Regions from separate parts of the Mus musculus genome. Here all the other regions are linked to region 1. Evidence: chromatin contacts called from public HiChIP or PLAC-seq and promoter capture Hi-C data. All regions are on one chromosome and are shown on one strand. The core of a region is the stretch at or near the end of the contact, and the rest is flanking DNA. Distances in the headings are between cores, read along the strand shown. Region 1 holds the start of Septin5 (septin 5). Region 2 holds the start of Chrd (chordin). Region 3 holds the start of Psmd2 (proteasome (prosome, macropain) 26S subunit, non-ATPase, 2).

The links. Promoter capture Hi-C pulls out the DNA fragments that hold promoters and counts their contacts. HiChIP or PLAC-seq counts read pairs in DNA pulled down with a chosen protein or histone mark.
Region 2: a contact with region 1 is called in a promoter capture Hi-C map of hippocampal neurons, with 11 times the contacts expected there. The contact joins the promoter of Chrd here to the promoter of Septin5 in region 1. A contact is called at or near these places in 2 of 39 promoter capture datasets (embryonic stem cells and hippocampal neurons).
Region 3: an H3K27ac HiChIP or PLAC-seq map of large pre-B cells shows a contact between it and region 1, with 26 times the contacts expected there. The contact joins the promoter of Psmd2 here to the promoter of Septin5 in region 1. A contact is called at or near these places in 2 of 39 promoter capture datasets (hippocampal neurons and pre-B cells) and 2 of 115 datasets of contacts at active chromatin or transcription factors (astrocytes and large pre-B cells).

The regions. Positions count from the first base shown.
Region 1 is chr16:18,627,406-18,631,954 of GRCm38.p6, forward strand. Septin5 (septin 5) reads right to left here and starts at 2,533. Exons shown (of 12, transcript NM_213614.2): 1 at 2,403-2,533; 2 at 2,246-2,256. The coding sequence starts at 2,445.
Region 2 is chr16:20,731,234-20,735,782 of GRCm38.p6, forward strand. Chrd (chordin) reads left to right here and starts at 1,894. Exons shown (of 23, transcript NM_009893.2): 1 at 1,894-2,062; 2 at 2,298-2,401; 3 at 2,774-2,903; 4 at 3,040-3,168; 5 at 3,254-3,353; 6 at 3,453-3,540; 7 at 3,884-4,025; 8 at 4,138-4,266; 9 at 4,348-4,430; 10 at 4,513-4,549. The coding sequence starts at 1,915. It also overlaps a transcript of Thpo not described here.
Region 3 is chr16:20,649,014-20,653,562 of GRCm38.p6, forward strand. It overlaps Psmd2 (proteasome (prosome, macropain) 26S subunit, non-ATPase, 2), which reads left to right and starts at 2,639. Exons shown (of 21, transcript NM_134101.2): 1 at 2,639-2,838; 2 at 3,231-3,287; 3 at 3,580-3,744. The coding sequence starts at 2,704.

The DNA of each region.
Region 1 (4,549 bases), core at 1,283-3,782:
AGGACCAGGAGACCTCCCTCCTCTATGCAGGTACCACCCCTCCTCCATGAAGCCTCACCGTCTTAGCTTCCTGGAGGGGCCTCCACCCTGGGTCTTGCTATGGGCACCCCCGGGGTGACTAGCACCTGGGGAGGAGCCTGAGCCCACAGCTGCAACAGGAGAGCCATTCATCCCAGGGCTGAAAAGAAGCCTCCCAGTTCTGGCTCCCAGAAAGTGGCTACTGGTTCCTGTCTGACCTACATGAAGCATTTAGACTGAGTCCTATCCCTCACCCCCTCACCCCCCACTCCACCCCAATCACCGCAAACACAGCTCTCAGCCCAGCATCACCTAGGCAGGTTGCTATCTCCGACCTAGGGCGGGCATCTCTGGAAGAGCACACAGATGCCCTTGGCTGAACCATACCCTGATGCTGAACAGACCTAGTAGGTCTTAGACTGACTGCCTTTCAACTTGTTCATTGGGAATGTACATGCTTAGGGGACATCCCAGCCAAACAGCCTGTCTAAGTATCACCCAAGCAGGCCATCATAGCCTGTGTATTCCCTGGAGAAGCCCTAGGGGAGGAGCCTTGCACCCCCTTTTTCTAGTCCCAGAGGCTCAACAAATATTCCTCAGGGATATGAAGCCATACACAGCAAAACACACCTCTTCGTGAGAAGGAGCCTGTTGAGGCTTCCCATTCTTAGAATTATGACTAGGCTCTGAAGCGGCAGGCACAACCAACAAAGTCCTCATCACTGCCTGAGAAGAGATATGGGTGCAAAGGGCAGACAGACACCTCCTTCTACCCAGACTGCTGCTCTACCCCCTCCCCCAGTTAGAGTCAGAAAGAGGCCTGGTTAAGCCCGGCCCTGTGCAGCCATATTGGGAACCAAGGTATTCCACACTGTTCCCCCAGGCCCACAAGGTCCCAGCTCGGACACCAGAGCTCCAGCACTGTTCTGGGGCTCACTCCATCTGCCTTCACCCAGCGCTCTCTTCCTTCAGGCCTGGGGATAGGGAGTGGCATAAGGCTGGCTCCTAGCTAACCAGAGGATGGGCAGATGCAGGCCTGAAGGACTCATACTCCATCAGGAAGGGGGAGGGGTCTCCATCCTAGCAGCAACAGACAGGAGAACATGGATGGTGCTAAGCAGCAAGTACCCCAGCCAGGTGACTTGGAAGACCTTCCAGAGGCCCAGGAGAAGCCTAGGTCCTTGCCTTCCTAGCCTCTGGCCCCCCTCTCCCTTACACAATAGCATGTGTCCCCATCGGGCTTTGTCTGGCTTACTGGGATGGGGAGGCAGTTCTCCTGGGGGAGCCCCTCCCAGTGAGTCTCATCAGCCTTGGGCGGGGCATGTCCCTGCCAGGAGACTGTGACTCTCCGGCTCACCCCATCTGCCAGCTGCTTTTGCTCTGTCTGATGATGTACTCTGGTCTAGTACTCTGGAGTCCAATGCTAGGCGAGAACACCCATCCCCAGCAAGGCTTGCTGAAGCCTTCTGGTGTCAGAATTGGGCCTCCCCCACCCCATCTTCAAACAGGGCCTAGCTCAAGCCACAGAGGACATCCCTTTGGTCACCCACTTCCACAGCACTCTGGTTTCACAACCCTCAGCTCCTTTGGATTTTCACAGGTTACCCGGTAGGCTGGTACTTTCCCTGGGGTGGGGAAATCAGGCTAGCCCCCCTCTGGAAGGCCACAGCCTGGCTGTACTCAAGGTTTGGAGGGCTAGTGCTAGGATGACTCAGATGGGGAGCCTTGCAAGTTCCAGGTCTTGGAAGATGCTCTGCCAAAGACTAGTGAGCATAAATTTAGGCACAGAAGAGAGACACCCAAAGGTGCATGGGCATGAAGCAGAGGCCCCATGGTATTGCTCAGGAGACTGGTGGGCCCCCCCCCCCATTCCTGGCCTGTCATAACTACAGCCTCACCCAGGACCCCCAGCACGAGGCCTTCCGGTCAGGTTAAAAAGGGGATGCTGGCCCTGGACTAGAGGAGAGAGGCCCTTATCCCAGCCTCCCTTTCTGGGGAGGTGCCTAGGCCGCTGCTATACAGGTCAGGGAACCAAGCGCAGTGCCTACACTTCCCCTCCGTAGCCCCAGGAGCAGCGGCGCTGCCCCTACAGACAATCGATTAACGCCAAAGGACTGGGTGACGGCCGGCGGGGGCGGGGTCACGCCTGGGCGCCACCAGCATCGGTGCCACAATGGGTGACAGCCGGTCCGATCTCACCACCGGCCGAGCGGCGCAACGCCAGTACCTGTTTGTCCTCTGCATGGTCCGGGTCGTGATCCGGGTCCGGGCGGGTCCGGGAGGGTCCGGGCCGGCGGGCAGGGGAGAGACGGAGACAGACGGTGAGAGGCGGGCGGGCGGCGGGGACAAAGGAGCGCGGGCACGCGGACAGGCTCTGGGCTCACCTGGGGTCGCCAGCTTGCTTTTGTACCGCAGTCCTGTGCTCATGGTGGCCGCCGGCGGGGGACGTGTGGCGGCGGGCGCGCGGGCGGGGCGCGGCGACCAGCGGTGGAGGCCGAGGCCGGCTGAGGGGTGACCCGCCCCTCCGCGCCGCCACCACCCGCCCCGCCCGCGCGCCCGCCAGCCAATCGGCGCCCGCCGCGCCCACGCGCGACCCGGAGAGGCCGGTGGGGGCGGGGACTGAGGCGTCCCGCTGTGGTTCCCCCCAGGCCTTTGGTTCTCCCGGCCGCGCGAGTGCAGCCGGGCTATTCCCACGGCTTCGTCCGGAACGCCCCCTCCCCTTCCTGTCATCTAGCCCAGGCCTAGACTCTGTTCTCCCTTGGCTGTCGCTGGAAGCCGGTTGGTTCCTGGGCCTCTGACCTTCCATCGAGTGGCCATTCTATAAAGCATGTCCCAGGACTGTGCTTCATGCAGCCGATGAATGAGTTCAGGTGATATAAAGACCCCTTTTTCACCCCATCAAGAAGCATTTGGAAGGGGCAGACCTGGAGCCCTACCCTTGGTACATTGAGCACAAGTCCAGAACCCGAGCTCTCCTGCAGTCTGCTGGGTGCTAGGCATTCTACACTGGACACACACAAACGCCTGGGCAAGATGGAAAGCACACGGCAGGCAGGGTGTGGTTGTAAGATGGGAGTACTTGAGGTGTATGGCTAGAAGGACACAATCCGAAGGCCACCTTAGCCCTCCTTGCTCCAGCTCTGGTCCCGGTTTTCTGTGATCTGTGCTCTCCCCAGCTACCCCCCTGGAGAGGGGTTGAAGGGGGCTGAGGGACACATAAAGACAAGTCCATGCTCAGAGCCACATTTATGCATGAAGATGCTGTGACTCTGAATCTTCAAAAAGTTGATAGGACTAAGTGACCCACGGTGTGAATAACTTCTGTGTTACTGTCACATCCCAGGTGGTGGCTTAAACCTCACCAGAGAGTCTGTGACCAGGGTAGGGATGTTCCATTGTCCAAATCTTTCTTCTACAGCCTAAGGATCAGATGGGGCATATGACACACTGTGGTGCATCTTTGGGATCTAGAGAGGGCACTCACACGTGATCAAGTGCTAATCATTTTGTGTATAAAACAATGTAGAAGTAAAAGTGTCTACACATCTCTTAGGTTTGGCTTCACCAGTGACTTTTTTCATGGCGTTCTTGGGGGAATTTGGAACTCTGTTAGAGGAATATGTGCAGTCTGAGGCAGGGACAGAAACACAATGTCAGGACTTCTGAGCTTGCCAGTTCTGAGTCTGGAGAAACCCACGAAGGAAAGCTAGGACATTAAGCCTGAGCTGACTGTTACTGTCACTCCAACGGCAGAAACAAAGTGGGGGGAAAAGGAAGTATCTTCCCTGGGGCACTGATGGGAGGGACACTCCTGGTCTCCTCTAGTTAGGGGGTTGTGCTTGGCTGCCTTGGCCCGGAGGGAAGTGTAGGAGAGGGGAAAGAAGCTTGTGTATAGAAGAGGAATAAATTATAAAACAATTCTGATGAGCCCTCGACTTGGGTAAAACGGCTGTGGAGACGTGCAGCTGGTCAGATGCTCAGTGGGAGGTGAATGGGCGGGTGTCACCGAGGCCTGAGAGATAGACTTTGAAGGGTGCAGTTAGGGGCAACCTGGCTTGGTACCACATGTGAAAACATCTGTGGGGAGCTTGAGTTGTTCAGTCCTATGGGAGAGCTGGGATCTGCTCCCTTGTCCTGGGACTCTAGTCACCTATGACTGTGAGTCCTGGGGTGGCTTCAAGTCGCTCACAGAGGAAAGAGGTTGCCATGCTGTACTGAGGAGTAATAATAATTGTGACTCAACAGACACTGTATGCACAGGGGACATTGCTGAGGTCAGGAAAATGGGCCATGAAGGCATTATCAGATTTGCAGGACCCGTCCCCAGGTCTGCCTTGTGTACAGTGTGAGTGTCACAAAGGTCATAGACTCTGGCCGGAATAGCCAGGGGCTGAGGTCTAAACAAAACTCCTGTATGGCTTTTGCCCATGGGAAAGCACAGACAGCAGTCTCTGATGGGCTCTCTCAAGGGTCAGAGAGGCAGCAGGAGTGGCAGGGTGGGGACTTGCACACCTGCGTTTACCTGTTGAAG
Region 2 (4,549 bases), core at 644-3,143, 2.1 Mb after region 1:
TTCCGAAGTTCAAATACCAGCAACCACATGGTGGCTCACAACCATCGAGATCTGACTCTCCTGGAGTGTCTGAAGACAGCTACAGTGTACTTACATATAATAAAAATAAATAAATAAAAAAAAACAAAAACAAAAAAAAAAAAAAAGAGCCCAGAGCTGGGCAGTGGTGGCACACTCCTTTAATTCTAGCGCTTGGGAGGCAGAGGCAGGTGGATTTCTGAGTACGAGGCCAGCCTGGTCTACAGAGTGAGTTCCAAAAGATTGAGCCCAGAGCATGTCTTGATTCTCAGCACTTGGGAGGCAGAGGTAGGTGGATCTCAGAGAGTTTAAGGCTAGCCTGGTCTACCTAGTGAGCCAGGGCTGCATAATGAGATCTTATTTAAAACAGACAGACAGACAGACAAACAGACAGACAGACAGATTGACTGGGCTCAGTCTTTCTACTAGGGGTACAGGGACCTGGAGCGCTAAACCCCCTCAGCTCTGTGGGCAAGCCTGCCCTTGATTGCTCAATGATCCTCTTCTAGTCCTACCACTATACATGTGACAAGAGAAATAACCAGGCCCATCTGTCCCTGTCTTAGGAAGGACAGCTGCCGAGCCTCCCCCACAAATACCTCTTTGCTGGCTCCTCTCTTCCTTTGGCCCTGGCTCTAGCTCCTGTGCTTTCTCCCCAGTCCCTGTCTCCCCACAGTCTCTGTCCTCAGGGACCTTGTGGCCTGACCCTGTCCTCTCTCCCTTGTCTTCCTCAGGCTTTCTCTGCGCCTCAGAGAGGATGGGCTATCTACTGAGGCGTATGGCCTGGATCCCGGAATTCTCCAGTTGAATAAGAGATGCCTTCTAAGATTAGGAAGCCTAGTGCTGGGATAGTGGGAAGAACGGTGCGCGCGCGCGCGCGCGCGCGCGCGCGTGTGTGTGTGTGTGTGTGTGTGTGTGTGTGTGTGTGTGTGTGTGTAGGATGGGGAGGCTTGTCTAGAAAAGCAGGACAAAGGAGGTGGGGACTGAGCTGGAGAGGAAGAGGGTCATCTCTTGGATGAAGGAAAAGCATGAGAGAGCCAGAGGTGGTAGTTGGATGGACTTGAGAGCAGGTTGGGGTGCTGGTGAATTATGACTCCACTCAGGGAAGCACTGCTTGATTCTGGGAAGCACAGGCTAGGTTCCTGTCCCTGGGAAGTGAAGAAAGAGGAGAGACCTTAGAAGGGAAATAGGAATACAGCCAGAGTGAAAGGAAGGGGGTGCTGTGGGTCCTAGGTAGGGGTGGATCGGTGTCATTTTCAAAGACAAGTCCTCATCCTCCAGCGGCCCATCTCGTTCAAGAGTGCCACAGGCCCGAGGCTCAGCCTCTGCCCTTCACTAGCCTGAGCCTCTGGTCTTGGGGTGGACACCACCTCCAGGGGTGGTCGCAAGGAGCGTGTGTGGGGGTGTCGAGGCCCGCCTCTCCTCTCCCTCTTTGCGCCCCCTAGTTCCTCCCTTCCCCCTACCCACTCCGCTCCCCCCTCCTCCAGTCCCTCCCTCCTCCCCTGCCGGGTCCCAGCCTGTCCCCCTCCCCCACTCGCGATCCGGCCGCTGCTGCTGGGCCGGACCCCCCGGGCTCAGCCGGGCTCCTTGTGGAGCCGCCGCCGCGCCCCGTTTGCTGAAGAGGAGGCCCCGGGCCCGGACGCCTGGCGCGGGCATAAAACGGGCCAGAGCCGGCGCCTAGGGCACTAAAGTGGAGTACGGCCCGGGTCAGCGCCCCTCCGCCCGCTCTCTCCCGCCCCGCCCGGCCGGGAGCCGACCAGGCGACTGTGAGACGAGCCCCTCGCCACTGCCCCCCTCCTGGCCCCGGCCCCCTCCTGCCGGCCCGCCTCCGGTCCGGCCCTACTCCCTCTCCTGCTCCCTCCTCCCGCCCGCCTCCCCAGCTGTCTGCTCCGCGTCATGCCGAGCCTCCCGGCCCCGCCGGCCCCGCGGCTGCTCCTCGGGCTGCTGCTGCTCGGCTCGCGGCCGGCCAGTGGCACTGGCCCTGAGCCCCCAGCACTGCCCATCCGTTCCGAGAAGGAGCCGCTGCCTGTCCGGGGAGCGGCAGGTAGGTGGGCTCCAGGGGGAGGTGCGGGAGGGGAGTCTGACTCCTGGCAAGTCTACATCCACAGGGAGAGGGCCCCGGGCGCAGGTGGCTTCGCGCAGCGGGAGGGTGGGAGGGGAAAGCAGAGGCGGCGAGGTGCACGGTGCCAAGGGACCATGGGCCTGGCGGGCAGAGCCCGGAGCAGGCATTACGGCACGAGCAACCGGACAGCGGCCGCCAGCCAAGCCCGTCCCCGCAGGCTGCTCCTTCGGCGGGAAGGTCTATGCCTTGGACGAGACGTGGCACCCGGACCTGGGGGAGCCTTTTGGGGTGATGCGCTGCGTGCTGTGCGCCTGTGAAGCGGTGAGTGGATAACGCAGCTGCCTGCCCTACTCTAGAGGGTAGCGGAACGCTGGTGTCCTAAGTAGTAGACTCGGAGATGCTCAGGGGAAGGCTGGTCCGCAAATCGGAGGAAACCGCTTTCAAGTCTGCGGTGTTGACAGTTATTGATCGCCCACAATGTGACTGGCTTTTAGCCAACTTCCCCCCTCCCGTTACAGTATTGCTAGATAAATGACATTATTAGTTCTACTTTGCAGACAGGGACGCCGAGGCTCAGAGAAGTTAAGAAACTTTGGACGGGCCATGTAACTTGTAAATAGCAGAATTGACTGTCTGCAGCCCTGGGGTCTGATGGTTTCATTCCCTTAATTTTCCTATGTTCTCTGCCATCAGCCTCAGTGGGCTCGCCGTGGGAGGGGTCCTGGCAGGGTCAGCTGCAAGAACATCAAACCTCAGTGCCCCACCCTGGCCTGCAGGCAGCCGCGCCAGCTGCCAGGACACTGCTGCCAGACCTGCCCGCAGGGTGAGGCCCGCTGTGCCCGGAGTTAGGAGGGTGGAAGGCTCTACACTAGGTCCTGTACGACTTGCATCGCGGAGGAGGACTGGTCCTCCTGGTACCTTTCTGAAGCCAGCCGTCTTATTCCTTACCCCGGATGCAGAGCGCAGCAATCTAGATCCACAGCCCGCTGGCCTGGTCTTCGAGTATCCAAGGGATCCAGAGCATCGCAGTTACAGTGATCGAGGGGAACCCGGCGTTGGGGAGCGGACCCGTGCTGATGGCCACACAGGTAGGCTGGGGTGGAGGTGGGCCTGATGAAGTTTGAGTCCCGCGGCAAGGCTTGACAGTGCTCAGGCCATCTTCTCTTCTCGAAGACTTTGTGGCGCTGCTGACAGGACCGAGGTCGCAGGCGGTAGCTCGTGCTCGAGTCTCTTTGCTGCGCTCAAGTTTACGCTTCTCTGTCTCCTACCAGCGGTGAGACCGGGAAAAGGGCAAGGACTAGGAGTAGTAAAGGGGGCAATAAAGAGGAGCCTGTAGGCTATAGATCCAGTCTCACTGGACCTCTCTTCACAGGCTGGACCGTCCCAGCAGGGTTCGTTTCACAGATCCCACAGGCAACATCCTGTTTGAACACCCTGCAACCCCCACCCAGGATGGCCTGGTGAGATGATGCCATTTAAGAGTGCTTATCCAAAATCGGCACTTGCTGAGAGCATGCTTTGCATTGCCTCCTTTGGTTCTCACAACAGCCCAGTGGGAGAAAGGCCCTGACATTATGATGCCCATTTTACAGAGGAGGGAACTGAGGCTCAGAATAGCAGAATGTGATTTGTTCAAGGTCATTTGGCTAGTAAGTGGTAAGCCAGGACTTAAAATCAAGGCTCATGGGTCCTTCTTAAGAGGGTCTGGGGTCTCCCTTCCATGCTCCTTCCTCATTAGACCTGGGTCTTTTAGGTGGCTTGTCCTGCATAATTACAGTAGGCATTCTTCCCTCTTCTCTCAAGGTCTGTGGGGTGTGGCGGGCAGTGCCTCGGCTGTCTGTGAGGCTCCTGAGGGCAGAGCAGCTTCGGGTAGCCCTTGTGACATCCACTCACCCTTCAGGAGAAGTCTGGGGGCCTCTCATTTGGCAGGGTGCTCTCGCTGCAGGTAAGGGGAGTGAGCAGTTCTCAGATGTCAAGAGCTGAGCCTTCAATAACCCAAGGGTGGGTGGACTGAAGAGAGGATTTTCTTATGGCTGTCATGGTCTAACACTCCCCAGAGACCTTCAGTGCCATCCTGACCCTGGAAGACCCACTGCAGCGGGGTGTGGGGGGCATAGCCCTGCTCACCCTCAGTGACACAGAAGATTCCTTGCATTTTTTGCTGCTCTTCCGGGGTCTGCTGGGAGGTGAGTGATGGGGAAGATGTATGTGAGGGCGTAGGGCGGGTGCTCACCTTTCAGAAATGCTCACATGTGCAGTGCTTGCAGGACTAGCTCAGGCTCCCTTGAAGCTTCAGATTCTCCACCAGGGACAGCTACTTCGGGAGCTCCAGGCCAACACCTCCGCTCAGGTAAGGGAAAGGAAGGCCTGTGTCTTGCCGAGGTTTACTCTGACCTCTTGCTGTTGCCCACCCCACTCTGCTCTGTTCACAGGAGCCAGGTTTTGCTGAGGTGCTGCCCAGCCTTACAG
Region 3 (4,549 bases), core at 1,389-3,888, 2.0 Mb after region 1:
AAGTGAGTTCCAGGACAGCCAGGGCTATACAGAGAAACCCTGTCTCGAAAAACAAAAAACAAAAACAAACAAAACAAAAAAACCCAAAAAAAAGCACACTTTCAAAGGGCCTATCATGGTTCTCCTGACAGTTTTCTAATTTATAGCTCTGGGCTCCAGAGAGAAACCCCAAAGTCTCATTATGTACAAAGATGACCTAAGGACCAATGCAAAGACATTCAGTCATTTCTTATGTATTTGTTAAGGCCTGCCTCAAACCAGGCACTAACTTGGTTCTAGGGGCACGAAGATTAATCAAATACAGTTCCCTGACCATCTGGAGCTTAAAGTACAAGGCGGGAGATACGTGTGTCAATTATAGCAGGAGCTCAGGAAAGACATACATAATCTGAGAGGCAAGAAAGGAAAAGTATCCTAGAAGGTGAGACTGAACTGGAGCTCAGAGGATGCTAGGATTTACCAACTGAAAACTGAAGGGTATTCCTTACAGATGGAATACCAACTTGGAGGATATTCAGAAATGTGAAACGTGTAGGATGATCAAATTATAAATGGTAGGGTCATAATATAATCCCTACCTGGTTATCAGTGAATATATTGTCTGCTGTCATTTCTAAAGTTAACAGTAAAAATCTCCACAAAACACTTGTCTTTTGGGAAAATATCACATACAAAAAATAGCGACTGACCCAATATCATTATGTAGCTTTAATGGCAATCTTAGTTGGCTAGATTTATAGTACTTAGCAGGAATTCCCTCCTGCTGAGCAGGACTCAAGTCCAATTAGGTGGTTGTTGGTTACCCTCAAAATAAAGTGACGTTGTTGCAGCTTTGGGAGTGTTACACTGAGCTGGTCATTCTGATTTATACGATTTACAGCTGGCTAGGACTATTGATTGCTCTTCTCTTTGGCAGCTTACAGAGCGCCTTAAGACATTGTGAGAGCCAGACCTCAGGGAAGAGGCCTCCAGGTCAGTTCCACTCAATTCCTTAGCAACAAAGCCTTACCTTCAAGTTCTGGTAGGCAACCAAGGACAACAGCAATAGCTTATATTGTTTTAGGAGTCTCTCGGACCCTCCTGACCAACAACTCTGAGGAAGGTTTTCTATGCCTGGCCCTGAGATTGTGTTAGTCGTTGGCTCTTGAGGGGAGCATTATCACCCCAAGTGGTGTAAAAAGTTAGACACTATTAAAACTTTCAACAGGGTCTCATTGTGTAGTTCCTGGCTTGCTTAGAACTCACTCTGTAGACCAGGCTAGCCTTGAACACACAGAGATCCACCTGCCTTTGCCTCCTTATTTAATCCCAAATATTGGGATTGAAAGTATGGGCCACGATGCCTGGCTCATTTCTTTCTTTCTGTCTGTCTTTCTTTCTTTTCTTTTTTTTTTTTTTTTGTTTTTTTTTGAGACAGGGTTTTTCTGTGTCCTGGAACTCACTCTGTAGACCAGGCTGGACTCAGAAATCTGCCTGCCTCTGCCTCCCAAGTGCTGGGATTATAGGTGTGCGCCACCACTGCCCAGCTCATTTCATTCTTTAAGTGTTCTTACAAGAGAAACTTTTTGTACTTCACATAGGCAGAAAACAGACTTAATTTAGGTAGCTTACCAAAACCACACTGCTGGTGCATGGCAGGATTTGTTTCTAATATCATGTTTTGAAAGTTTGAGTTTCCCACATTTTTCCAAGTTTTTATTTCAAAACAATGTATTCCTACAAAATAACTTGAAATATATCCCAACAGCTTTTCATATCCTCTTCATCTGGACTCATCAGCTTCTTGATAAACCTTTTAGGGCACAATTTCCAATTCATCTCCAACATACTAATTGGTATGTGACTGTTGATTATATATATATATATATATACATATACACACATATATACATATACACACATATGTATACATGAAATATACATACTAAATATTTATATACCATACATATGGTATGTGCCTGATATATGTATGCATGTATGTACGTATGTATGTATTCTTATCTGTGATAGAAGTCATAGAAACAGAAACCGGTAGACATTTCCTACAGAGGACTATACGGCTATAGAACAGGCAGAGCAGCAATGGGCTGTTCAATCTCTCTCCAAAGGCTGAAGAAGTCATTGGCAGTGGAAATGGATGGTTATGCCTAGAATCCAAGATCTACACGCATCAGCAGCTCATGTCTGTAATGAAGTTATTCTCTGCTAGAAAGTAAGTTCGAGGCTAACCTGGGATAATAAATAAGTAAATTTCATCTTCACTTTGGGGGAAATGGTTTGCGGTTACTATTCCACAGTAGTAGTGGCATAATTACACCGAAGTCACACAGACTCGGTCAAGACTTGAAGAGTTTTGAGCTCATAGAAATCTCCTACAGAGGACTAAAGCAAGCATGAACATGTATGGACGTCCTGTCTTCAGGATGACCTTCTCATCGTACCATGCATCCAGTTGTGGTGAAGCTACAGGATCGGAGAGCTAGGCATCTCTGCAGTCAGACCACCCTTGCACGCACAGAGACACCCTAACTCAACAGTAGCCGTTCGGGCTGGAAGCCGGAACAGTAATTCCCGTCCTGCTCCAGAGGGCGGGACTCGGGATCCGCAGGGCGCTTCCGGTCTGGAGGACAACGCGCGTGGCCTTCTGGGAAAAGGGGCGGTGCGAGCAGGTGCGCGCGCAGCAGGCCGGCAGTAGTGGCGGAGATGGAGGAGGGTGGACGAGACAAGACACCCGTGCAGTCCCAACAGCCCTCCGCGACAACCCCCAGCGGCGCGGACGAGAAGTCGAGTGGCAAGGAGCGAAGGGATGCCGGGGAAAAAGACAAAGAGCAGGAGCTGGTGAGGCGCAGCCTGGGGAGCCCGAGGAGGAGGCCTTGGGCTGAGTCACTGCTGGCTCGAAGGCCTCGGGCCCGACTCCGTACTGCCCACCGCACCGGGGAGACTCAGGATGGGGCGACCCTTTCTTTATACCCTGCCCGCCCCATTACGCACTGTCACTCCCTGAGGCCCTCACCATCACATCGCGGTTCTTTGGTTATTTCCTAGAATGGCTTCCAAGCAGAGTCTGCCTGGTTCCTAAGGTAGACAGCCTTTCCTATAGGGCTGCTTCCCTATCCCACGCCCTCTTCTTGTCCATAGACATTCACACTCTTCACCTGTCCCGGGGTAAGTGGGAGGAGAATGTGATTCGGGTCCCCACTTTTGATGAGCTTCTTCCCCTAACCCTCCAGTCTGAGGAGGACAAACAGCTTCAAGATGAACTGGAGATGCTCGTGGAGCGACTCGGGGTGAGTCAAGATGTTACTACAGGGGGAGTATAGTTGATGTTTCTCATTTGTTTACTCTATTTCATTTTGAGGCAACAATTAGATACCACATATTAGATATTACGATAATTTGAGGGAAGAGTTACAAAGGGTATTTAAATGGGGTCATGGGTCTCAGGTCATTTACAGGGGTTGAGGCATCATGAAATAGGAGCCAGTTATGTCTTTGACCAAAGCATTGGTTAAGTATGTATGGGTCGTGATGTGGAGAAATGTGACTCCTTTTGGTCTGAGCATTAACATCCCCTATTAGGAGAAAGATACATCTCTATATCGACCAGCTCTGGAGGAACTGAGAAGACAAATTCGTTCTTCTACAACTTCCATGACTTCAGTACCCAAGCCTCTCAAATTTCTGCGTCCACACTATGGCAAATTGAAGGAAATCTATGAGAACATGGCCCCTGGGGAGAATAAGGTAATTCAGAATATGGCTGGGACCTGTCCAGTTGAATAATTCCTTTTTTAATGCTAAGTCACTGAAAGCCTAGTGGACCCCATCTAGCTGGAAAGTTCATCACAGTGAGACTGATTCTCCAGTGGAAAGCCTGAGAATGCTTCTCAGCTCCTTAGAAGTTTCTGCTTCATTATATCTTAAGATTTTCTTAGCACGATGTGTTTCTGACTTAATTTAAAATTTTTATAGTGTGTGCATATATGTGTGTGCCTGAATGCATGTGCTTGTATGCATGTGCATATGCATAAGTGTCACGCCTATGCATGCCTAAAGACCCTCGGTCTTTATAGTTGGTTTTGGGATGTCTTTTTGATTTTGGTTTTTGGAGGTTTTTGGGATGTCTTAATAGGTGCTGGGATTTGAACTCTGATCTTCATGAGCGTGCAGGAAGTCCTCCTAAGTGTTGATCCTTTTCTCCAGCCCCTCTAGCTGACCTCAAACTCGGCTGTGTGGCCTAGACGGAACTTTATTTTATGACCTTCCTCCTCCTCCTGCCTCTATCTGGAGTGCTGGGGTTAGAGGCATAAGCCAGTATGCCTGGCTTTCTAAGGCTTATATTTAATGTCCCTTCTCTCTCTTCTGTCCCATGTACATTCATCCCTTTTATGTCTTTTTTTTTTAAGATTTATTTATTATTATATCTAAGTACACTGTAGCTGTCTCCAGATGCACCAGAAGAGGGCGTCAGATCTCATTACGGATGGTTGTGAGCCCCTTTTATGTCTTAAAAACCCTCAGTTGAGTCACATTTGTCCTGTTGGTGCAA